2 separate regions of the Mus musculus genome follow, and region 1 is linked to region 2. Evidence: chromatin contacts called from public promoter capture Hi-C data. All regions are on one chromosome and are shown on one strand. The core of a region is the stretch at or near the end of the contact, and the rest is flanking DNA. Distances in the headings are between cores, read along the strand shown.

Region 1 (4,921 bases), core at 1,543-4,042, 390 kb after region 2:
AGTGTGACTGGGTGGTTGGTGGTTGGATGCTGTTGGGTGTTGTATATTGTGGTTTTTCAAGTGATCATGAACAAAAAAAAATGAGAAGGAATTAGCTATCCTGGTGATGACAAACAAACTTTCCCCAAGGAACTTGTTGACCCCAGTGAGCAGGAAGCAGTCTACTGATAATGGCCCCCTTTCCCTCCTATCCTTTTTTCACTCCTACCTAATGTTGGGGGGTTGAAAGGATGAAATAAGGGTGGAAGAAAAAAGAACCCACAAAGTGGCCAAAAGCCTGGCTACAGACATTGGTAAAAGAAAGATGATTTATTTACAAATTGGCCAAATGGGGAGGTGGAGAAGTCTAAATTCCTCCCGAGTGAGCCTTTGGCCATTTTACAATTTATAAAAAGTCATAGGACAATGCCTAGAACACATGTAAATGTAAATGAGGCATGCTAATCGATTCTTTCCTAAGATAAGGGGACCCTGGTCCCCAGATTGTCTATGTTCCCTGTAACAGAGTTTTTATTTCTTTTATTTGTGTGTGTTGTCTGTGTGTAGTACATGCTTGGTGCACAGAAGTAATGGTCAGAGCAGGATGTTTGATGTTTTTCTCTATTGCTCTCAGCCTTGTTGCTTTGCTTAGGAAAGATCTCTTACTGAACAGGAAACCTGCGGGTTCAGGTAAGTGGGCTGGGCAAGCAGCTCCCAGGATCCACTTGTGTTTCAATGCTGTGGTTACAGTCATGTGCAGCTGTATCTGGGGTTTTTTTTTTTGTTTGTTTTTTTTTAATGTTGGTGCTGAGGGTTTGATCTCAGGGCCTCATGCTTTGCTTTTACCTCTCTCCACAGCCATCTTCTTTGTCCCAATATATCTTTGTTTTTCATTCCACGTTTTAGAAACATAAAATCATTTATATATAATGTATATTTATAACAATGTACATGCATGTATGAATGTGTATAACAGAGAGAGAAGAGAAGAGAAGAGAAGAGAAGAGAAGAGAAGAGAAGAGAAGAGAAGAGAAGGGAGGGGAGGGGAGGGGAGGGTTAAGGAGAGGAGCGGGGAAGGGAAGGGAGGGGAGGGGAGAGGAGCAGGGAGGAGAGGAGAGGAGAGGAGAGGAGAGGAGAGGAGAGGAGAGGAGAGGAGAGAAGAGGAGACAAGAGAAGACAAGAGAAGACAAGAGAAGAAAAGAGAAGAGAAGAGAAGGGAAGAGAGTCACATATAATCCAGGGTGGCTTCAAATACAGTTCTTCTGCTTCAGCCTCTTGTGTGCGGGCTTTTAGTTATGCATTGTTAGTCGTACCACCAATGATATACTCTCTATAATGTTATATATATTTTAATTTTACTTCAAACTATGTTTATAATTGAAATAGAATCATACCACTTTCCTCCCTCTAGCACTTTCCAGCTACCCTTCCCTGATGCCCTCCTATGTCCTCGTATACTCCTAAGTAGATAGCATATTTTATTTATTGTTACATACATATTTGTGTGCATGTGAGTATGAAATATGCACGCGCGTGTGCACACACACACACACACACATATCCAACCTGCTCAGTCCATTTTTGTTGGTGATGTGTGTGTGTGTGTGTGTGTGTGTGTATGTGTGTTCAAGGCTGACCATTCTGCATTAGACAACCAATTAAGGATGCTCATTACTGGGAGAGGCTAGTCATCTTTCCCAAAGCCATTAGTTGCCTGTAGGTAGCTCTTTGCCTAAGGATGGGGCCTGGTGGATTTCCCCTTCCCTGAGAACATGTCTGTGATATTACCTTTGTTCTGGTTTGTTTATGCAGTCATTTGTAGGAGAGACCATTTCACAGCAGACTTCCTTCTCTTCATCGATGCTCCCTGAGTCATAGATGCAGGAGTGGTGGTGTAGGTGTATCCATTGGGCCTGAGCTCCCTAGAATCTATTGCTCCAGTTGTGGTTTTCTGTGGTAGCCTCCATTTGCTGTAAGGAGAGGGTTCTTTCACGAGGAACGGTAGCCACATGTATCCAGGAAAGGCGACTCTCAAACCTAACAGGATTTTAAATTCAAGTCCAGGTGAGGAAAATGTTTTAAAGCTCACCCATTTTTTCAAATAGACGCCTCAGGGGTTTTGTGGGGTGGAAGATCCCATCCCATCTCAGGCCCGACAGACTTCTTTGTCCCTAGATCCATTCCTTTGACAGGTGGAAAGTGGAAGCCTTTGTATCTTTTCTTTGCTGGTCAGCTTCAAGCTCTAGCCTCGTGTATGTCTGTCAAACACTAATTTTCTAAGTGGCAAAAGGTGCCTATCTGAGAGCAGCAGGGAGGCCCAAGCCTCTCCCAGCATTTGTTTTTCTGACAGGTCATCAGCAGAGACTCAGTTGCCTGGTGGCTCAACATTGCACAGACTCAGGTATCTTCGATGGCTTGTCTTCTGAAATCAGATGTTCCGGGATCTTTTGCCTGCCTTGAATACCTGTGATAAGAGAATTCTGAAACTCTCTAAATTAAGTTACAGGCCAGAGAATGGAGGAAGAGATCAGATGAGATTATTTTAACTGACAGCTTCCAGCTAAATCAACAAAGAAAAGGACAAATCTGCTGCACTGCATTGTTGCCCTGTGTGCCGAAGACTACCCATTGAAGGTCACCTCACTTTCAGCTTTCAGAACGGACTTGCCAAAATGCAGCAATTCTGCTATGGACTGACTAACCCTTCACTCCTGGGACTCTGCCCAATTCCTCTTATCCTAGTCCTTCTGATCACAGATCAGAACAATTCCTTTCTTCCCCCTAACATTTTATTCTAAAGCCTCTAGCTCCTTAGGTCCATAACTACTGATTTCAACTGTTGTCTGGCCGTGCTGCTGGTGGCTTAGGAAACCTGTCCCAGGACCTCTTTCACCTCTTAGCATGTGTCAGCGCCATCAACCATTGTTTCAGAGGCCTCTTTGAGACTGGGACATTGATTTGATACTTGGCAGTTCCCTGCTGCATTGAGTTTGGGTCTTTTCCTTGGGCAAGGCAGATGGGCCTACAGCTCTATTTTTGGAGGCCACAGAGAGTGGCGATTTCACATGCAGCTCCTGGAACGTGCATTTTGGAGTATTAGGGCAGCGAGTCTGTTGAGAAGCACAGCAGAAGAAATCCTGGGCCAACCCTTTATGTGCTGTGTCAGACTGGCTTATTATCCACCCTCCTGACTCCAGGGTCAGTCAGGTGAGTAGGTCACTGAAGGACCCTCTCCAGAGGGACTTTTGGCAGGCTGTCCTTTGACCAGGGCAGCTAGCCTTCCAGCGACTTCAGGTGCGTGACTAAGATTTCCGGCTCAGGCGTGCCCCGGGCCTTTCCGGGCCAGGCAGCCGCCCCCGCGCCGCCATGCTGGAGCCTGCTTCCTGGCGGGGACGATAAGATAGGTTGCGGTGGCACTGGTCCAGCGCTGGAGCTTCAGCGCCCTCTGATGGGCAAGCCTGGGAGGGCGGGGCCCATGCTCGGATGCCCCGCCCCACCAGACCTTGGGAGCGGGCGGGGCTGCAGCACGGGTTACCCGCAGTGGCTGTCCAGGTTTCGCAAGGACGTGACCTTGAGAGGGAAAAAGTCCCCTGGTGCGTCACGAGTGGTTGCTAACCCGGGCTAGCGAGCTGAACTAGTTTTCGAAATCCAGAGAGGTGGGAAGGAATAGGGACTTAAACGTTCATACTGGGGACTCGTGGCCAGCTGCCCCTCTACGACCGACCGCCAAGGCACGCTTTGTGCGCAGGACCCGGAATCCGGTACGAGCCTGCATCCCGACTTTGTCTGGGCCTGTCCTTGGGGTGACGTCATTCTGAGAGTCAGCAGAATAAGTAGCGTCCCCTGCTGCAGTCCAGAGCTAAGGCTGTGAATTCAGGTCGATTCCCCCAGCCCTACAAGGAGCCAGGGATTCCAACAAAAGGATGGTTTCAGCTAAGGCAGTTTAGGGGTGCCTCATCCTGATCTCACATAGGCAGTGAGGGTGACTCTTTGGCTTCTTACTGGAATCTCAGGAGAGAAAACAAAAAAAAAAAAAAAACAACAAAAGCAAAACAACAAAAACCAACCATAACCTAGGCGACCAATTCCTTGCTCTGCCTTCAGCATTGTAACCTCAAGTTTTCTGAAGAAGCTTCGTCTGATTAGAACAACTTGGTGTGGAATTTTGTGAAAAGAGGAGAGTCAAAATTGACTTATTTTAGAACCTTTAATAACCATTTACTTTATTTTTTTATATCTGACCCAACATGTGTGTGTGTGTGTGTGTGTGTGTGTGTGTGTGTGTGTACGTGAATGGATGGCTCATGCCCACCAGTGCACTTGTGGAGTGCATGTGGAATCCAAAAGACAACCTTGGGTGCCCTTCCTCAGAAGACATCCAATTGATTTATTTTGAGACTTGTCTGAAGCTTGCTAAGTAGGCTGGCTTGGCTGGCTTGGCTGGCTAGTGATCTGTCTGTTTCTGTTACCATGTTGGGTTGTTTTTTTTTTTTTTTTTAATGTGGTTTCTGGGGATCCAACTCAGATTTACTGAGTAAGCTATCTTCCCAGCCATGACCTAAATTCTTTACAAATTAAAAAAAAAGTGTTTGTATTTGTGTGTGTAGGTGTGTGTGCCACCTTGCATGAGTGGAAATCAAAAACCAACTTACAGGATTCTCTCCCTCCACCATATGGGTCTGGGGGGAATCCAACTCAGGTTATCAGGTTTGGCAGCAAGCACTCTTAATAGCCGAGCCATTTTACAGGCTCCTGGCCCAACGTTCTTGTTCAGAGAAGCCCTCATCAGTATATCACAGAACTTAGCAGACCTTTGACCTCCACCTACCCTAAAACAAAGCACTCTAGATGACACATACCTATGGAGCAGCTTTGTGGCTGTGCAGTTGCCAGGCTACATGATGTTCCTACCAATGTAATTGAAAGTTTATTGACTTACAAC
Region 2 (4,750 bases), core at 981-3,480:
AAAAATCATGTATTAGTTTTATTGTTTTTTTTTTTTATATTGGGTTACCTAAGGTTTTCCCTGAGTAAGATTATGTTATTTGTGAGGAAAGTTTTAATTGTTCCTTTCTTATCTGGGTATCTTTCATTTCTTCTCCTTCTCTGACTAGAACCTCAAGTATAATGCTGAATAGAATTGGCTACTGTGGACATTTCTGTTAAGGATGCACTTTAGATATGGCTAAAAGAGCTACATGTGCTTACCAGGCTTGTTGATCTTAAACTGATGATTTAACCGTTTTGTTTTCCTATCTAAAGTCAAGGCTAGAAATACCTATCCGTCTGTTTCAGAGGGTTCTGAGGATTAAATAAACCCACCATACCATGTACTTAGCAAATTAAGAGTGTTACATGGTTGGTAGGCTCTCTCTGGAGGCTCCATAAGCAAGGGAAAGCATGCACGGAAGTAATTATATAAATAAGATTGCATGTGGTAAGAGTTATAAGGACTATAAATAATGTGTTTAGGGTAAGCTATTAGTTTTGTGGTGAAAACAGTCTTGTGCTGTATAGAGAAATGGTTTCAAAAAATTACACCGGCAACATGCTGTCCCCTAAATTCTTTGGGATTCCATTTAATATTCCTTTATTAGAAATGACTGTGTTGGGCTGGAGAGATGGCTCAGCGGTTAAGAGCACTGATTGCTCTTCCAAAGCTCCTGAGTTCAATCCCCAGCAACCACACCGTGGCTCACAGCCATCTGTAATGGGTTCCAATTTCTTCTTCTGCTGTGTCTGAAGACAGGTACAGTGTACTCACATACATGAAATAAATAGAAAAAAATTTTTTAAAGAAATGACTGCTTATAGCATAAGTTCATCTATTCTATATGAAATGTAATTAACTTTATAGTATTTTATAATGATTTTTAAAGATTTGCTGCCAACAGGCATTTTTAAGTCAAAATGAAATATCGATCAGTAATTGTATTCATTTTCTCTTCATTTGTGAATTTTAGGTAAATTATAGAATCGTTTCAAACCTACAACGTTTGAGATTGCTCTGTTAAGTTCTTCCTCCGCAGCTTATAGTTCGGAGTCTCAATATGCAGAAAATAGTCCCTGACATAGCGGATGGGTTCATAAGTCCCTCCCAGGTTCTCACACTGAATGGTGTTGATGATATGGCAATAGAAGTTCATTTTGCTACATTTAGTATTACTGAGTAGCTAAGGTGTCTAGGACGGTGTATAATTTTTTGTCTTTACTGTTGTAAGGATTCCGGTGTCCAAAATGTTCTCAGTCCCAGTCACTATGCCTTTAAGACTGACGAAATGCTTTTAGGTACTGATGCTGCAGGATCGTGTGAATGAGCTGCTTAAAGCGCCTCCCTCAAAGTGGAGTGGGAAGCAGCTCCCCCCACCCCCCGCGACCCCGCTCTGGAGTTCAAGCCACACCTTCCCCCTATCGGCTGGGTGCAGGTGGCCAAACCCTCAGGACCTGGCACCACTGCTCTGTGGCTTGTCCTATCCTCGTGTCACGTGACATGGGTCAGCTGCGCAGTCGAGACCCTCAAGCAAGGCGGGTGCAAACGCCTAGCACCGGGACCCAGGAATCTAGTCTTTCCGTCACCCCCCCCCCCCACTCCCCAACCAATCCTCCGAACCATCCCGGAAAAGGGGGAGGCCGGTGACGTCACCATCCGGGCACTGGATGGTGGGGCCATGGTTCACAATGGAACAAAAACAAGCAGCCCTAGTCAAACTAGCGACGCGGCTGCAGCTTGCGTGCTTATTAACCCTTTCCTGTCCACATCCCTGCCATTCCCGACAGTCAGTCCCTTTGCCCAGGCCGCATGCCGGATCTCTCCCTTCCCCCCACTCCACCCTCCTCTTTGGAGTGGTCCGAGTCCTTCGTCAGCTCTCGGTTCGGTCCCCTACGGTTTGTAAGGGTCTCTGGCTCCCTCGCATGACCCCCTGCAGTGGCCGTCCGGAAGCGATGGTACGATCTTTCCCTAGCATTGTCTTCCCCTCCCCCACCCAGCTCGCAGTGTTCCAGGCGACGGGGCCTTGTCTGGGCCCCCTAGTGGCCCACAGCGCTCTTCCTTTCTTTCCCTCAACAGCCTGAGGTGGACAGGGAGAGGGGGCAGCTGGCCCAGAGGGGGGCTGGGCAAGGGGAGGGGCCGGGCCGGGCGCTGAGGGCGGGGCTTGGAGGGGGAGGGCCCTGATGGGGGCGGAGAAGCGCTGAGCCTTGGGCGGTGCTGAGACTAGTGGGAGTCTGCGCTGCCGCTGCTGTTGCTGCCGCCGTCGCCGCCGCCTCCGACACTGCCACCGCCACCGCCACCACCACCGGCCGTGCGGGTTTTCTTTCTTTTTCTTTCTGTCTTTTCTTTTCTTTCTTGATTTGTTGGGTTCGCCATATTGACGAGGCTGTGGTACCCAAGGCTGCGGAAGCTAGAGTCCGCCGGTGGCGGAGCCGCAAGCTCTCGGTAAACGGCCCATTGGGGCCCTCCTCCCTGTCCCAGCGAACCCCCTCCCTGCCTGCACCGGCTCCCAGGCCTCGCGGGAGTCGGCCGCCGCCGCCTCGCCCTCCAGGGAGGCGGCCGCCTTTACCGCCCCAGGGCTTGGGGTGGGTGACGGGAGTGAGGACAGGAGCGGTAGCTAAGCGAGCAGGCCTGGAGTGGGGGGACAGAGGCGGCGACTAGGGGAAGGTGAAACTGCCGCTGCAGGAGGAGGAGCAGGAGGAGGTGACGCAGGAGAAACGCACCGCCCGGAGCTTGTCTGAGCTCAGCGCCCGAGCCTGAGGGGAGAAGGGGGAAGAGGGCTGCGGCCGGCCGAGAGGGAGGCGGCGGCCGTGGTCACCGCTGCCCTAGGGCGGCCAGGGTGAGGGCCAGACCCCTGGTCGGTACGCGTCGCGCGTCGCGAGCCCGCCCGCCATCCGCAGCCTCTCATATTTTTGTCCCTCGCCAGCCCCCGGCTTGGGATGCTCCCAGGTTAGGCCCGGTCCCGGGATCGAGCTTTTGCATCTCGTCTCCCGCCTCCGCGTGGCCCGCTTCGTAGGAGACTCCCGGGTTGTGTTTGGTGAGTACCGAGCCCGGCGGCGCCCAGGGCCTCCGGCTGGCTGGAGGGCTGGGGAGGACGGCGCGAGGGGGTGTGTGTGCGTAAGCGGTCCTCCCTTGGGGGCCTGGCTGCCGGGGTTGGGGGTCGCCCCGAGCCCCGGCCGTCGCGGGCGCGCGCGAGCCTCCGTGGTGCGCGCGGCCGGCGTCCCGCGAGCGTGTGTCCGTGTCCGTGAGTGAGCGTGGCGCTGTGTGTGCGTGTGTGTTTTGGACTGGCAGGGAAAATGGCTGACGGCTCCGGCCCTCCCCCTTCCTCCCCCTTCCCTGCCTGACGGGAGTGGAGAGGAGGAGGAGGAGGAGAAGGAGGAGGATGGAGACTCCGGCGCGCCGTGCCGCCCCTCCACCCGCGCGGGAGGTCGGTCGGGAGCGCGCGGGGGCGCGGGCACGGCGCGGGCGGGGGCGGGGACGGTTGGTTCGCGCGCCCCTTAACCCGGCGGCGGACGCCCTCGGCCTGTTCCACTTGACACCGAACGCCATTACTGAGGTGGAGTGATTTGGAGCGGGAGCGCTAGGCCCCGGCGACGCCTGGCTATCAGGCCCGCGGACGAGTTGGCCTCCTCGCCGCCCTCCCGCGATAACCCGCAGTCGCTCAGCGGCCCAGTGCCCTGAGAAGGCCGAGCCGGTTATCGCTCCCCCACACCTCCCTCGCCCCCTCCGGCTGCTCACGGTGGGCCAAAGGCCCGGAAGGATGTTTTGATGCCGAAATCGCTTCCAAGCGACAGTAGACCGACCACCTTTGTATTTTTAGCTGTTCCTGAAGGAGGAGGAAAAAACGAAGACGAAGAAAGGAAATACTAGTATGTGCAAGTTTGTAACTGATAAAACCTTGAGATGCTGGTGATGTGAGGCTGCAGGCTTGATAAATGGCTTGTTTTTCATTCATTGTGAAATATTTAAGTTAAACAGGTGCGAAGCTGGGGGTTTTGTTTCTGTTTGGATTTCTTCAGAGACTGGAAGATAAGATTTTTAGATACGACGTGCTTAAATTATTTTGAAAGTTCTGTAGTTAACACCGTTAATTGAATTTTCACAGCCACAGTTTACAGGTGTGTGTAATTGCCACAGAGGGTCGTTGATTGTAAATGAAGGAATTGTGGGGTTTTGGTAATATTTTTGTTTCTGTTAGTAGGAGAGGCACTCGAAATAATTTTTTTTTAACCTTAAAACCCACCAGCCTTGCATCTCTCTTTTTTTGTATAATTTGACTTATGAAGAATTATTTTGGGTGTACTTACGTGGGAACTCTGTAGCCAGTAATAAAAGAGCTCATTCGCTTCATTTATTATAAGGATTGGTTAACCATGACTAGGTTTGACACTTGAGCTTAATTAAAAATAGATACTACAAACTCTTCTTTAGATCCTTCTAGTCTACTAAATCATCAGGCTGCCATTTTGGCTTCAGCAAAATGTCTTTCAATTCTTAGAAGATTTAGGTATTAAGTATACAGACATAGCAACATTTATTTTTGCAATGTTTAAACTTACTTGCTTTGTCATACTTGTGACTTTAACCCTTTATACTTTATTGTTCCAGTGTTTGGGTAGAATGAAAGCCAGAAGTATTTGGAATTTAATGTTTCAAGTGTGAAAATAAGAAGCAAAAGTATGTTTTGTTTTCTCTTACTAAAAAGTCTGTCTTTTGAGCTATATGAATG

Evidence for each region. Promoter capture Hi-C pulls out the DNA fragments that hold promoters and counts their contacts.
Region 1: a promoter capture Hi-C map of erythroid cells shows a contact between it and region 2, with 134 times the contacts expected there. The contact joins the promoter of Nyx here to the promoter of Usp9x in region 2. A contact is called at or near these places in 1 of 39 promoter capture datasets (erythroid cells), 1 of 484 Hi-C or Micro-C datasets (cerebellum), 1 of 115 datasets of contacts at active chromatin or transcription factors (memory CD8 T cells) and 1 of 9 other capture datasets (liver).

The regions. Positions count from the first base shown.
Region 1 is chrX:13,458,298-13,463,218 of GRCm38.p6, forward strand. It overlaps Nyx (nyctalopin), which reads left to right and starts at 2,793. Exons shown (of 4, transcript NM_173415.5): 1 at 2,793-3,186.
Region 2 is chrX:13,069,268-13,074,017 of GRCm38.p6, forward strand. Usp9x (ubiquitin specific peptidase 9, X chromosome) reads left to right here and starts at 2,231. Exons shown (of 45, transcript NM_009481.2): 1 at 2,231-2,466.